Linked DNA regions of Manis pentadactyla: region 1 is linked to region 2. The links are chromatin contacts, called in public Hi-C maps. All regions are on one chromosome and are shown on one strand. The core of a region is the stretch at or near the end of the contact, and the rest is flanking DNA. Distances in the headings are between cores, read along the strand shown. Region 1 holds the start of CNTFR (ciliary neurotrophic factor receptor). Region 2 holds the start of NUDT2 (nudix hydrolase 2).

Region 1 (6,552 bases), core at 3,939-6,438, 200 kb after region 2:
CGTATGTGGCCCATAAACTCTACGGGATCACCCTGTACTAAACAGATACTCAGATCTTCCTGCCAAGATCCCAGTCTCCTTGTGCAAGGAAAGGCAAAAAGATTTAACTAAGTCAGTGTTTCCCATCACCCTCTTCATCAGCCCACAGCACAAGTGAGGGATAGGATGAAACGTATCCCCTCCCCTCTCCACTTCTAGAGTCAACAGATCTTGTAGCAGTCTCTGTTCCTCACCCCAGTTGCCCTAATTTCTATCATAAAACAAAAGAAATCATGTATTTGACTACTGAGTTCTAAGTTCACTACAAGTGTGAACACCACAATCCTAGTATGCATTTGAATGTGAGGCCCAATATGGAAGCATAACTGGGTGTGATTCTAAGTGTGAACCCCAGGACCCCCGTGTGAATATAAAAGCTTCAAGATGGAAGCATGAGTCCAAGTGTGGGCACTAGAGCCCTAGTGAGACTGAGTATAGGCCCCAGTGAGGTAAGGCAGGGACATGGTACAAGCATCATGATTAACTTTTCCTGCCTATGATGAAAAATGCCAAGACATAAACAGTATAGTAAGAACAGGAAGGACTCCCTCTTAAGGTTAAGATTCCATTTTAAAAACCAGGGAGTTAGGGCAGTAAGATTCCTAACATTTACTTTGGTTATCAGCCAATAACCAACCCTATCTTAAGGCAGGGCAAGCAGTCCTAATTGATACGTTCCCAGTACTTGAGGGTAACCACTGCCTTGGAGAAGAACAGGATCAGAAAATTGCTTGTGTTAAGTTTATCTTACAGAATTATCTAGAGGACTGACTGTGGATGGTGACATAATGTCTCTCACCGGAGAGAGACATCATGAGACAACATGTCAAGCCTACACCACCAACCCCACCACCCACCACCCTTTGTCCCATTCTTGAAAGCCTTAAAAGAATCCTAAGCCTTTGAGTATGCCTCCATTTTTAGGTTGCCCGCACTCCGCTTTCTTCGAGTGTGTACTTTTTGCCTTAAATATGACTTCTCACTGCTCAACTTACTGCATTTTGTCTCTATTCTTCCAGTGGTGTTTTTGTTACCTTGCTATTTCATTTAATTTTCCAGACTTAAGCACAAGTTTTCACTCTCTCTGTCCTATTCCAGAGAAGTAGGGAAGAGCTACTAAGATCTCTGATTTGGGCTTGCAAGTTCCCATCACCTGAGTGACCTGAACAGGACCTCAGCTGTATGATCATGCTCTTTAGTCCTGCCTGAAAATCTTCATTCTTTGCCTTTGGGAAGTTCTCAGAACATGATCTTAACTCCACCCAGTGTTCTGTGGTTCCCCCATATCCTGGGGTGGTAAGGACTGCATCCCTACGCCATGCAGATCTAAGCAGACACTGGACACCAGGGGACCCTGGCTTTAGGAGTTCACAAGGTGTCTGCCCTATGCCAAGCAGGAATTCAATAAACTTCCCTTTCCTCCTTCTGTTTTTCCTTGCTCTCTGCTACCTGCAAAGCAGCTGCCATTCCCTGCTATTCTCTCTTTAATGAATTCCTTCCTCACCTGTCCAATCTGTTCAAGAATTCTTTCTCATCCAGAGTCAAGAACCCTCCCCTGTCCAGGATGAGATTTCACCTAGTGCGCAAGGAGAGACCTCCCCAGACACAGCGGCCTGGCAACACCAGGATGGAATTGAGTTTAATACAATCACCAAGGATATCAATCTGAGTGTGAACTCCAAGATGAAATATATAGGTTTGAGTGTGATCCCAGGTTCCAGTGTGCATAACTGTAAGCCCCAGGACTAAAGTGTAAGTCTAACTGTGAGTCCCATGGTTTCCATACAAATCAGTATAAGCATTAGAGACCTAGTGTAAGTCTGAGTGTGAGCCCCTGAGTGTGAGCTAAGGTTTCCCATATGAGTCCAAGTGTGAGCACTGGGGTCCCTAAGTAATGGGAATTGAATCTTCCATGTGAGCACTAGAGTCCTAAGGTGAGTTTGAATGTGAGTTCCAAGATGGAAGCAATTGTCTATGAACCCCAGTGTCCTATGAGTCCTTGAGCTCAAATTTGAGCCCCAGGTTCCCCTTGGGAGTCTGAGTGTGAGCCCCTAGTCTTGATGTGACTCTGAGCATGAGCCCCAGAATGTACATGTGAATCCAGGGTCTTAGTGTGAGTCCAAACGTGAGCCCTAGGACCCCAGTGAGATTCTGAATGTGGGCTCTAAGTCTCAGTGTAAGTCTATGAGCTTCAGGGTAAGACATGTGAATCTAAGAATCCAGATTCCCAGTATGCGTGTGAGTATAAACTCAGGACTGAGGTAGCTGGTTATGAGTCCCAGGATGTAAGTGTGAATCAGTGTAATTCTGAATGTGAGTTCATATGAGTTTAAGTGTGCCAGTGTGAATCTGAGTATGAATTCCAGAGGCCCAAGAAGTCTTGAGTGTGAACTTTAAACTCCTAGTCTCTGAATAAGGCTCAGAGTCCCAGTTGGAATCTTAGCTCTCATGGAGTGTGAACCTTAGCTACATGTCACCAGTCCTGACCAGGAACCCCAAGAACCAGTCCATAGGATTTGTGTGGGCTTAGACAGTGGAAACAGGGAGGAACATTTTATTGAGACACAGAGGCCCCTCCACCCCATCCCCACAAGCCCTGGCGAGCCTTACAGCCTTAAGAATATCCAATTGTTCAAACACCATCACCACACATGCAAGAGTACACCATCACACCTGAGTTAAACACACAAAAATACACTCAGTGTTTCAGACCCCCTAGACATACAGCAATAACAGATGCACAAATACATTCAGCATTTCAAACTCCTACCACCCCATGATAGGAGCCACAAGAACACTCCCAGTGACACAGACACAAGTATCACAGGCAAAACAACTAATGTTTCAGACACACTCCCAGTGTTGCAGACAAGCTGCCAGCCACACAGACGCTTCTCAAAGAGAGAGACTAGACAGAAAGAGGAAGAAAATCCTGAATTTTCAACAACGCGTGAAATAGTGCTGCCCGCCTGAAGCTACTGAAGGGGGAAGGGGGCCAAGGGAGCCAGCAGAGCGAGAGCTAGACGCAGGAGAGGCTCGGGAGAGGAGGGGAGAGGAGAGCGCGGCGGGGCCGAGGAGGAGAGCTGTCCGTCTGGTGACCTCCCCGCGGCCCAGCCCCCCACGCACGGGGAGACACACTACTCTGAGCAACACAGGAACACCCAGGCCGGCTCACGGAGCCGCACTGGAGGACACTCACCCTGGCAGACTCACAACAAAACGGGAATGCACCACAAGTGGACTCACACGGGCACACAACACAGGAGGACTTACAAAGAGACACCGGAGGAGACCCACTACAAGTAGATACATCCAGGCGGACTCACGAGGAAACCATAGGCAGGCTTACGCCGACACACACATGCACACATGCACACACACACACACGATAATTCACACGGGCACACATACACGGGCAGGCGCGCAACCGTCCGTTCACACCCCTGGGCGCTTTTAAGCCAAAGGAGAAAGCTGCCTCCGGGCACGCAGGGATCACTGGGAACCCCCAGCTCCGGAATTTTCCCAGACCCCGCGCGCGCTGCTGAGGGGTGAGGGAGAACAGGGACGCTAGGACAATCCGCCCGGCCACCTCCCCCAGCCGACTGTCAGCCCCCCACCACCACCACGCCCAACCCGCGGCGCGCCTGGACGTCGGGGCCGCTGCTTCTGCGCCCCCGCCCCTGAGTGTGCAGGCAAAGTTTCCCGGGAACTTTCCCGTCCCCCACCCCGGACCCATGTCTCCTCCTTCTTCCCGAGCGCACTAGGGCTGCGGGTCTGTCGGTCAGCCGGAGGGTCTGAGGGTCCGGCTGCGCGCGGTCCACCGCGGGGTACTTACCGTGCTCTCGAGCCGCCGGGACTCCGCGCCTCGCCCTTCGACCGCCCTCCGCACAGAGCGAGGCAGGGAGCGCGGAACTAGCACTGCCGCCGGATCCCGTCGCCGAGCCCAGCGCCGCGCCGGCTAGAGCCGCCGCCTCCTCCTCTGCCGCCGCCGCCGCCGCCGCCCGCTCTGCACCGGCTCCTCCGCGCCCGGCAGCTTTAACCCCCCCATCCTCCTCCCTCCCTCGCGCGCTCCCTCCCTCTTTCCCTCGCCCATGTGACCGCGGGCGCCCGCTCGGCCGCGCGCGCCCTCGCTCCCCTCCCCCCATGCCTTGTCTCCCCGCGCCTCCGCGGCCGCGCGCCACGACCCCCTCCCAGCCACAGCCCCCGCGCGCCCCCGCCTTGGCACGTTCCCGCGCCTGACACGCGCGGCCCGCAAGCACGGGCACACTCACCCTGCACAGGCCTGTGAGCCCCCACTCCCATTCGCTTCGCGCTGGCACGCACCCTTCCTCCCGCGGGCACACTCGCCAGCACTAGCACGCGTGGCCCCCCTCACATTCACCCTTTCTAGGGAACGCCCTCCAGACGGCAGTGTCCCCGCGCTTCACGCGCAGGCCCGACCGCGGGTCTCAAAAACGCGCGCGCACACATACCCACACCCATTCCGCTGGTTCCCCTAAGGGCCGCTGGGCGCGCACACTCCTCCCCCAGGGTCGCTCACTCACACTCGCTCTCTCACCCAGCCTTGTCCAGGTCTCTGCTGCGCACACTCCCGCACGTTCAGGCCCCGACTAAGTCGTACCGACACCCTGGCACACCCCGGGCCAACTCTCGGGTCCTCCCGCCTGCATCTCCATGAGAGGAGCGCAAGCCGGATCCCCCAGTCCCCACTTTGGGCAGAGGCCAGCTGTCTCCACCCCTCCTCTATTCCCACCGCCCCCTAGCAGTGACACACCCCCGCCCTTCCAGTCAACCCTGGACTATATACGCATACACCCCTCGCTCTGAGGGAATGGGCTCTGCGCTCCCATAATCCGAAATGGAACAGGCTGGGAGTCCAGGCTCTGGCCTCCTCCCAAGTCTCCAGTGACACCACCACAACTACCTTCTCCTTCCTCACATCCCACCCCGCGGGGACACATGGCCTGGGGAGAAACCTCTACTCTGATGAAGTGGGTAGGGGAGGGTGCGCCCTCTAAGCCTGGACCGGCAGTTCCAGAGCGCGGGGCACGCGCGAGTTTGGCGCTGGAAATTGACCCCTCGAGCTTTTCTTTCGCAGCCTGGGCCTCTGAGGGGGCCGATGTACTTACTTCATTCACCCCCGGACTTCTGGTCTGGCTACAATATGGGGATTAGACTACCCGACCAACTTCTGTGTTGAGGCCACGCAAGAGCGCAACAGAAAGGGTGAATGCCAGAGGCAGAGAAGGAGTGGCGCACCCCCATCTCCACCCCACGGATTTTTCATCTGACCTTTGACCCATAATCCCTGCTCCCTGCCCTTCCGGAGAGCTGCTCCAGGGCTGGGGGTGGGGGTGGGAGAAGTGGAGGAAATATCTTGCTGTTTCCTCACACCCTTCCCCAAAACGCTGCCCAAAGCGCCCGGGCCCTTTCCCAACAAATGCCTCAGGGACTCCCATTGCAGAGAAAAACCTTCCCGCCACTGCCCAGACTTTTCACTTTCACTTCCTTGGCCGCCGAATCCCCCTAGTGCAACCGGCAGGGGTCAGCCGGGGCTGAAGCTCAGAGAGGGCGGGCTGGAGCTTAAGGACACACAGAGACATAGTGGTCCCCAGCTGAGATCCAGCCCATTCCCACCCACAGGTAACCCCTATCTGGCCTCTCCGGGCCGCAGTCGGGGACGAGGTGGTGGACACCGGGACAGAGCTGAGGCGGGGGTCGGGGGTCAGGAATTGCCCCCACCTCATGCACCAAAACTAGGCCTCGGAGAAGTTGAGTGCTCAGGGGGCCGCTCCTCCTGTCGAATGACCGACCGGTATTGAGATCGGTGGGTCTAGACCTCCGGATCCTTCGGTGTCCCGGACTCATCCTCTTTCTGCCAGATTGAGACAGCAGTGGGAGTTATGCCCCGGTCCACCATCCCTTCTCCTCCTGGGTAAGTGGGGGCTGCCGTTTCAGCAAGTACCGAAGTCCGCGGGTGCCGAGGCAAGGTCCGCACGGGGCAACCCTGGCCTGGGAGACCGACGTATCAGCGTGTCAGAGGACGCGCGAGGACTAAAGGCGCACGTCGGATCGGATCCTGGCAGCTGTCGGTTCGCAGCTCTTCCCGGCGCAGTACCCAACAGCCTCTTCCCCAGGGCCGCAGCGACATCTGGCGGGCGGTAAGGGACGCGTGTGGCGCACGACTCAGGCTGCGGCTCCCGCTCAGAAGCAGCGCCCATCTACAGAACAATTAGGGTACGGCCCCTTTCTCTCCCGCCTCCACCGCCTGGCCCAGAACCTATTCTCCTTCCATCTGAGCTGGGGCAACAGATTATTCGTGGGTTTCCGTTCCAGCTGCCTCCAATACTCTGCACATGAGCTTCTGAGCTTCCTAAGCCTCCGTGTTCAACCAACCTGGACCCCACTGCCGTGGGGGCAAAGCCAGGCTTCTTAGGCAGGGTTCCAAAGTCCTTGCAAGATGTGGCCCTGTCTCCTCTTCAGCTTTACTGGGCGCCCTTATCCCCGGCCTCC
Region 2 (6,436 bases), core at 3,135-5,634:
TGAAAATAATACACATTCAACAATTATTAATGAATAAATATCCCTACACTATTTTTAAAACTATACAAAAGCATTTGATACCATTTATTGTCATAGTAGAAACTAAATCAGGGTAATCTGATTGCTCAGGGAAGCTGGCAGAGTTTGTAGTTGCTCCTGAGCAAACAGAAGACTGTAATAATGAACTGCTATGGACACAGCTATGGACATTGTGACCAGAGGGTCACAGTTCCAACAAGAATTTTTCATCCCATCATTGAAGAAATAGTTTTTGGGGGCCTTTTAGGAGCTAGGCCCTGTTCTAGATATTGAGGATATATCAGTGAACAAAACAGGTAAGGTCACAGCCCTTGAGGTGCTATTATTCTAGTGGGAGGAGATAATTTCAGATAGTGATATGTGCTACTTCACATTGGATGATAAGGCCTCATTCAGAAGAGAACATTTGAGGTGAAATCTGAAGTAATATGAAGAAGTTATTCATGTAAAGATCATGAGGAAGAGCATTCCAGGCAAGCATATTGGCTCTAACGTGGAAGTGAGAATGGCATGATCAAGACCAGTCTGGCTCTAGCACAGTAGGTGAGAGAGCAACATCACATGAAGACAGAAAGGGAGGGGCCAGGTTATGCAGGGTCTACTGGGTCATGTCAAGGTGTCTGGATTTTAATTTACAGTGAAACAAGAAGTCATGGAGGACTTTAAGTGGGGAAAGGGCATAATCTGCCAGTGTTGTGAGACATGGATTGTAAGGGGTGAGGAAAATAGAAGGAGGGAGATCATTTAGGAAGCTACTATAGAGTTAAACAGTCAAAGGTAATAGTAACTTGGGAAAGATGTTTGCTTATGTGAGGATTAATTAGGATAATGTAAATAAAGTGCTGAATTAAATATCTGATACATAAACACTCAACAATAAAATGGTGTGAGATAATAGAAAATATATATAGTCTCTGTCCCTGGTTCCTGGCATAGAGCTCCTAAAACCCTTGTAATTTCCTAAATGATAGGAGCACTAGGAGCATCTCTTCTTCTAATATTTGGTCTTTCACCCCATCCCTGACTCAAGGCTCCTAAAACCCTTGTAAATTCCTAGGTGATAAGAACACTACGAGTATCTTTTGTTCTAATGGGGTGCCTCTGGGTGGGCTCCTGGATGGAGGATGGTCACCAGAAAAACCAAACCATAAGGAGAAGCTTGGAATTTTCAGTCAGAATTCTAATTCTCCAGAGGGGATTGGGGCTGGAAGTGGAGTTAATAAATGGTCATGCCAATATGATGATGCCTCCTTAAAATCCCCAAAGCATGAAGTTTGGAGAGCTTCTAGGCTGCTGAACAAATCCACACCAAGAGGGCAACACACCCCAACTGCAGGGGCACAAAAGTTCCTACACTTGGACCCTCCCAGACCTAGCCCTATGTACCTTCATCTGGCTGTTCATCTGTATCCTTTATGATGACTTTAATAAGCTGGTAAGCGTAAGTGTTTCTGAGTTCTGTGAGCTGCTCTACCAAATTAATCAAACCTGAGGAAGGGGTCATAAGAACCTTTGATTTGTAGCCAAATAGGACGGAAGTTGTGGGTAACCTGGGGACCTACTAGTTGTGATTGACATCTTAAGTTGGGTAGGAGCAGTCTTGTGGTACTGAGCCCTTAACCCATGGAATCTGACACTATCTCAGATAGATAGTGTTAGATAGAGTTAAACTATAGGACACCCAACTGGTATCAGAGAATTACTTGGTGGAGGAAAAAACCCCATGTTTGGTGACAACGTGAAGTGTCCAGTGTGACTAATAAAGGAGGCACACAGAAGGGAAAAGAACCAAGGTTTTTCCCTAGACAGGAAAAAGACACAGGTGGAAAATGGAGTTTTTCCAATACAATTGGTACCAATTATTATTAGTTTATGCCTATGGAAAAGTCTCCTTGTTTAATAGTATATGAACACCAAAATCCATGAGAGAATAACTCAGGAAATATACAATGACCACAACATTTAAAGTATAGTAAGTAAAACACTATTACTCATTTAACAAAAAATTTGTAGAGGATCTACTCTGCACAGATTATGAACAGGTATGCTGAGCCACTACAGGAAACTGAATTATTAGATCAACTAATCTATGTGGGATATGAGAAGAGTTCAACCCCTCACTTTACAAACAACAACATTGCGGCCAAGAAAAACTTCTGTTCCTCCTAAATTGGAAGATGGGAGGATCCTGTCCTAGTTTGCCCTAAGGAAATACTATGAATAGCTAAAGGTTTTCATTAACAACATAAAACAAAAGTTCTTAATGAAATGCTATGTGGGCAGCACATTACTGTACTATGCTAAGAAAAATGTAATATCTATATATAAAGCCCTTGATGTAGTTAGTGTTTTGCACAGGGCAAACACTCAATAAATGGTAGCTATTACTTCCAGCTGTATAGTCTTTGGAAGGCTGAATGAATGATATCTACCTGACACCAATTTACTTGACTAAACTCATAGTAGAGCCACAGGAATTCTAACCTAATTGAACCCTTTGATTTTCCAGATGGAAAAAGTGAGGTCCAAAAGGGCTAAATGACTTGCAAAACCAGCCACAGTGAGTGAGTTAGAGACAGAGCCAAAACCAAACCTTAATCCCCAGCCTGGTGTCCATTACATGTCACAATCTTCAGTTCAGCTGTAAGGTAGTGTTCAAACTTTCATAAGAAGGTAAAAGTAAATAACTGCTACACCTTACTGTGTCAATCCTTTTATTAAAGTCATCATTGAGGTATGAATTTGACATAAGAATTATCAACAATGCAGACTGAGAGTGTGGGGAAGTTGGGGTTCCTATGGCCAGAATCCTCACTGAACTTAAACCACTGATGATGTAACTGGCCTGTTGCTGGGCTGCCACTTCCACACCTGTAGACAATAAGCTATTATTGCGCTATATAGAGAGCTCGGCCCAGTACTCTGGGCGGAGGCAGAGACGCTAGTGCTCGACCTACCACCGGAGAACAAGCCGGGTAATAAACCTTTTCACCCCAAGAACGTTTTGCTGTCGGTTTCTTTGGTCACACTGAATCCATAGCGAACTTGCCCGGGGCTGAAATCCATTGGCAAGACAGAGAATATATAGAATTATGAGTTAACAATCTAACAACAGTCTTGGCAATGCAATTCTCTTATGGACACCTGATGAATGGACAGGCTTACTGGAGCAGCTGTTATATGTCCTAAAGTAGAGAGACTATAAGTGGAATACAAAGGAAAAAATGTCTTAAAACATTTTCCAAAGCACACTTAAAATGTGACAATAGCTATGGGCCACTAAAAAACTGAGATAAACTCTGTCAGCATACAGGAACAACAGAATGATCTGTTTTAAGCAAACACTTATAGGGCGTCTAGCAAAGCACTAGGAGACCAAGACTAAAAGCCACAATGTGGGGAAGAGTCATAGCAAGCAACCCAAAAAAGTTTTTCCTTTCACAAAGATTTAGAAAGGCCAACCGTGGACTTTCAGGGTCTTTTGCATAGAAGATTAGGGTGCCCTCCCCCTCCTCCCAGTTAAAAATAATCTCTGAATGGGAGGGAAAACGGGGCAGGGCATAGACGAAAATCCAACCTAATTGTGACGAATTAAACTCAACAAATACTTCTAGGAAATTCTGTGTGAAAGATGCTTGCCTTGCCGCAAAGACCTCAGACACGTGAGAGAAAGGGGAATGGTGTTCACGGAAGTACACAAATAACTGAAGAGGAAAGGCCAAAGAGAACGGTCTAAGTAAGGTTCCAATCAGAGATATGGGGGCAAAAGCAAGAGGACGTCGAGACTCAGTAAGGGCTTCCTGAGAGAAGTGGCGTTCGAGAAAATAGTTGGGAAAAAGGCTGATATATGGGAATGATGGGTAGAAGAGTGGGTGAGAGTTCGCACAACCGGCTGAGGCCAACTGCCGGTTCCCTGACGACCGCCCGCCTCCTTACGCGCTCGGCTAGTGTCCTGAACACCCTCTCTGGCGAGGCAGGCGCCAAGGCTCCCTACCAGGCCTACCCCGCCCCGGTTCTCCCCTGCCCTTTCTCACCTCTAAGGCTTCCAAATTCCTCGTCGGTCAACCCTGTCTGAGGACAGGAGAAGACGATGACGACTGGAGAGAGCCCGAATGCAGGCGGGTGTCTTATCAAGTCCTAAGCTTGAGCAGGCAGCCAGGCCTCATCCCCATGGAAACGCCGCCAAACGCAGGTTCGAACGCCCGCGCCGTTCCCGCGCGCAAGTAGGACAGCATCATTCACCAATAGGTACCTAGGAAACTCGATGATGTTAGCCGTCTTCTCCTCCAGAGGACCAATCAGAGATCCGAGGAAACAGTGAGTAACACCCCAATTTCCGTCTTTCAACCAATCGTTCTGCTTAAGAGAAGATATCGCGAAGTTCTAAATGAGAGAAAGGCACTCCTCTCTCTGTCTCTGTCTCTCTCTAAGGCCCGCTCCCTCAACCTCAGGTGAGTTGCAATTAAGAGGGGTCGCTGGATTTAGTTCTCCGCCGAGAAACTGCGGCTTGGAGCGATGGAAATCTGTAACTGACTGACCTCTCGTCGCTGCAGTGTGAAAAGTGGACGCACCCTCCTCCAAGCTGGCCAGGCCTCAGCCGCTAACAGGACCTCTCAGGCACAGGAAGGGAGGGTTCAATGGCCCTATGAGCCTTGTTTGCGCCCCTGCAAATGGTGATGGGGTGGGTCGTTGGAATCCCAGAGTTCCGGGTTTAGGAACCAGCGGTCTGAGCGCCATACCGCCCCCTCCCTGGGCCTCAAGTTTCACTTTACCCTTTAAACCCTGCCTGCTTTCTAAAAGAGATTGTGTATTTTCTAATTGCTTCATTTATTGAATGGATAATATCGTACCGATTATAGCAGAAGTAAAGTCACACGAGAGGCTCCAAACTTAAAATATAACTTCTTTTTTGTTCTGGCCTAGTTTTGGTTTGGGCCCTATGCGTTGGGTATTATATCTCTTTAAAAAATTACATATGTGTATATATGTGCTTAAAGTTAACGGAATGCAATCCAATAGCTAAATGTGAAGTGCCCGAGGTTATAAGTAATGATATTGGAAGTCAGGAAAACCTTTTGGGTCACTACCCAGAAACATCTCTGAGCCATAGTTTAATTTTTCCTCTTCGGAAGAATGGCGGTAATGACTCAGGGGGTTGTGTAGGTTAAGTGAAATATTGAAGATAAAGCACCTGGCAAGCAGAAACAGCTCAAAAAATGGTGACTATTATTTTTATAATAGAAACAAGCAAATATACTAGCCAACAAGGTCAGTAAACTTCCTATAATAATCCCCAAACTTGTCAGTTTAAGAAATAACTAATAATTAAGGGAAACGTTCTTTAAAAAAGTGGAATTTCTTCCCAGTACCTATGTGAAAAGGACTTTATCTAGTGGGACCTTATATATAAAGAGTATACATGGTGTGTTGAAAAAGTGCATTCACTGGCAATTTTGCAGAAAATATGAAAAGCCAGTTCTTGATTCAACTATCGAAAGCTAAGAGCAAGTCATTAACACAACATAGAGGTTTCTGATGACCTTTTATGATTCACGGATAAGAGTGACTCATTCAGTACTTCTGATTTGTCAGGCCCTATGTATGCATTCTTTAAACTCTACAACTATGACAAGTACACGTGAGGAAAATGAGGCTTTGAGAAGTTAAGTATTTTGCTCCAGCTGTTGAATTAGGGAGGTAGGTGTTTCTCATTGCAGCACCAGTCATGTTTTCCTGTGTTGTGCCATGCTATTTCTGACTGAAAGGAGATGAAAATGCTTGGAATACCAGATGCAGTCAGACTTTACTCAAAAGGAGAGAGGTGAGCTGCAGAGGTACCTACAGTAGGAGCAAAGTCTTTCTCTAGTAGGAAATGTCTACCTTGGGAAATGAAGACATGACATGATCACTGCTATCCATTTACCTTGTGGTTAGTCTGTAGCACTTCAAATTCAGCTTGTCCCAAATGGAAATCATTAGTTTACTCCTACTCCCTACTCCCCGTACTTCTACCTAGTCACCCAAACCAACACCTCTCCTTTGGACAATGGAACATCAAATGGTATTGATTTTCTCTCTGAGCTCTCTCTCAAATTCATCATCTCCTCTCCTTTCTCACTGCCTCTGTCTTAATTTAACTTTGTATCATTTGTCATCTGGACTGTTGGCACAGCTTGTAAAGGGTTGGTCTCCTTGCCTCCAACCTTTCCTTCTAATCGATTTCTCCACCTTCCTTGCTGCTCAAATGTCTTTGTGAAATGTCTAGCTGACCGTATTACAGCCCTGCCTAAAGCCAGTGAAAGGCTCCTCATGCTTACAGAATATAAACTAAGCTGTTTAATAATAAAACGTCATCTTGTGCTTGAGGGTTTTTGTTCACACTCCTCTGCCTGGATGC

Evidence for each region. Hi-C and Micro-C count contacts between places; a contact is called where the count stands out from the background.
Region 1: a contact with region 2 is called in a Hi-C map of skin fibroblasts, with 3 times the contacts expected there. The contact joins the promoter of CNTFR here to the promoter of NUDT2 in region 2. A contact is called at or near these places in 2 of 3 Hi-C or Micro-C datasets (fibroblasts and skin fibroblasts).

Annotation. Positions count from the first base shown.
Region 1 is chr3:185,000,102-185,006,653 of mManPen7.hap1, forward strand. CNTFR (ciliary neurotrophic factor receptor) reads right to left here and starts at 5,189. Exons shown (of 9, transcript XM_057498781.1): 1 at 5,169-5,189.
Region 2 is chr3:184,801,421-184,807,856 of mManPen7.hap1, forward strand. NUDT2 (nudix hydrolase 2) reads left to right here and starts at 4,385. Exons shown (of 3, transcript XM_036898018.2): 1 at 4,385-4,490. The coding sequence starts at 4,427. KIF24 (kinesin family member 24) reads right to left here and starts at 4,340. Exons shown (of 14, transcript XM_036898003.2): 1 at 4,074-4,340.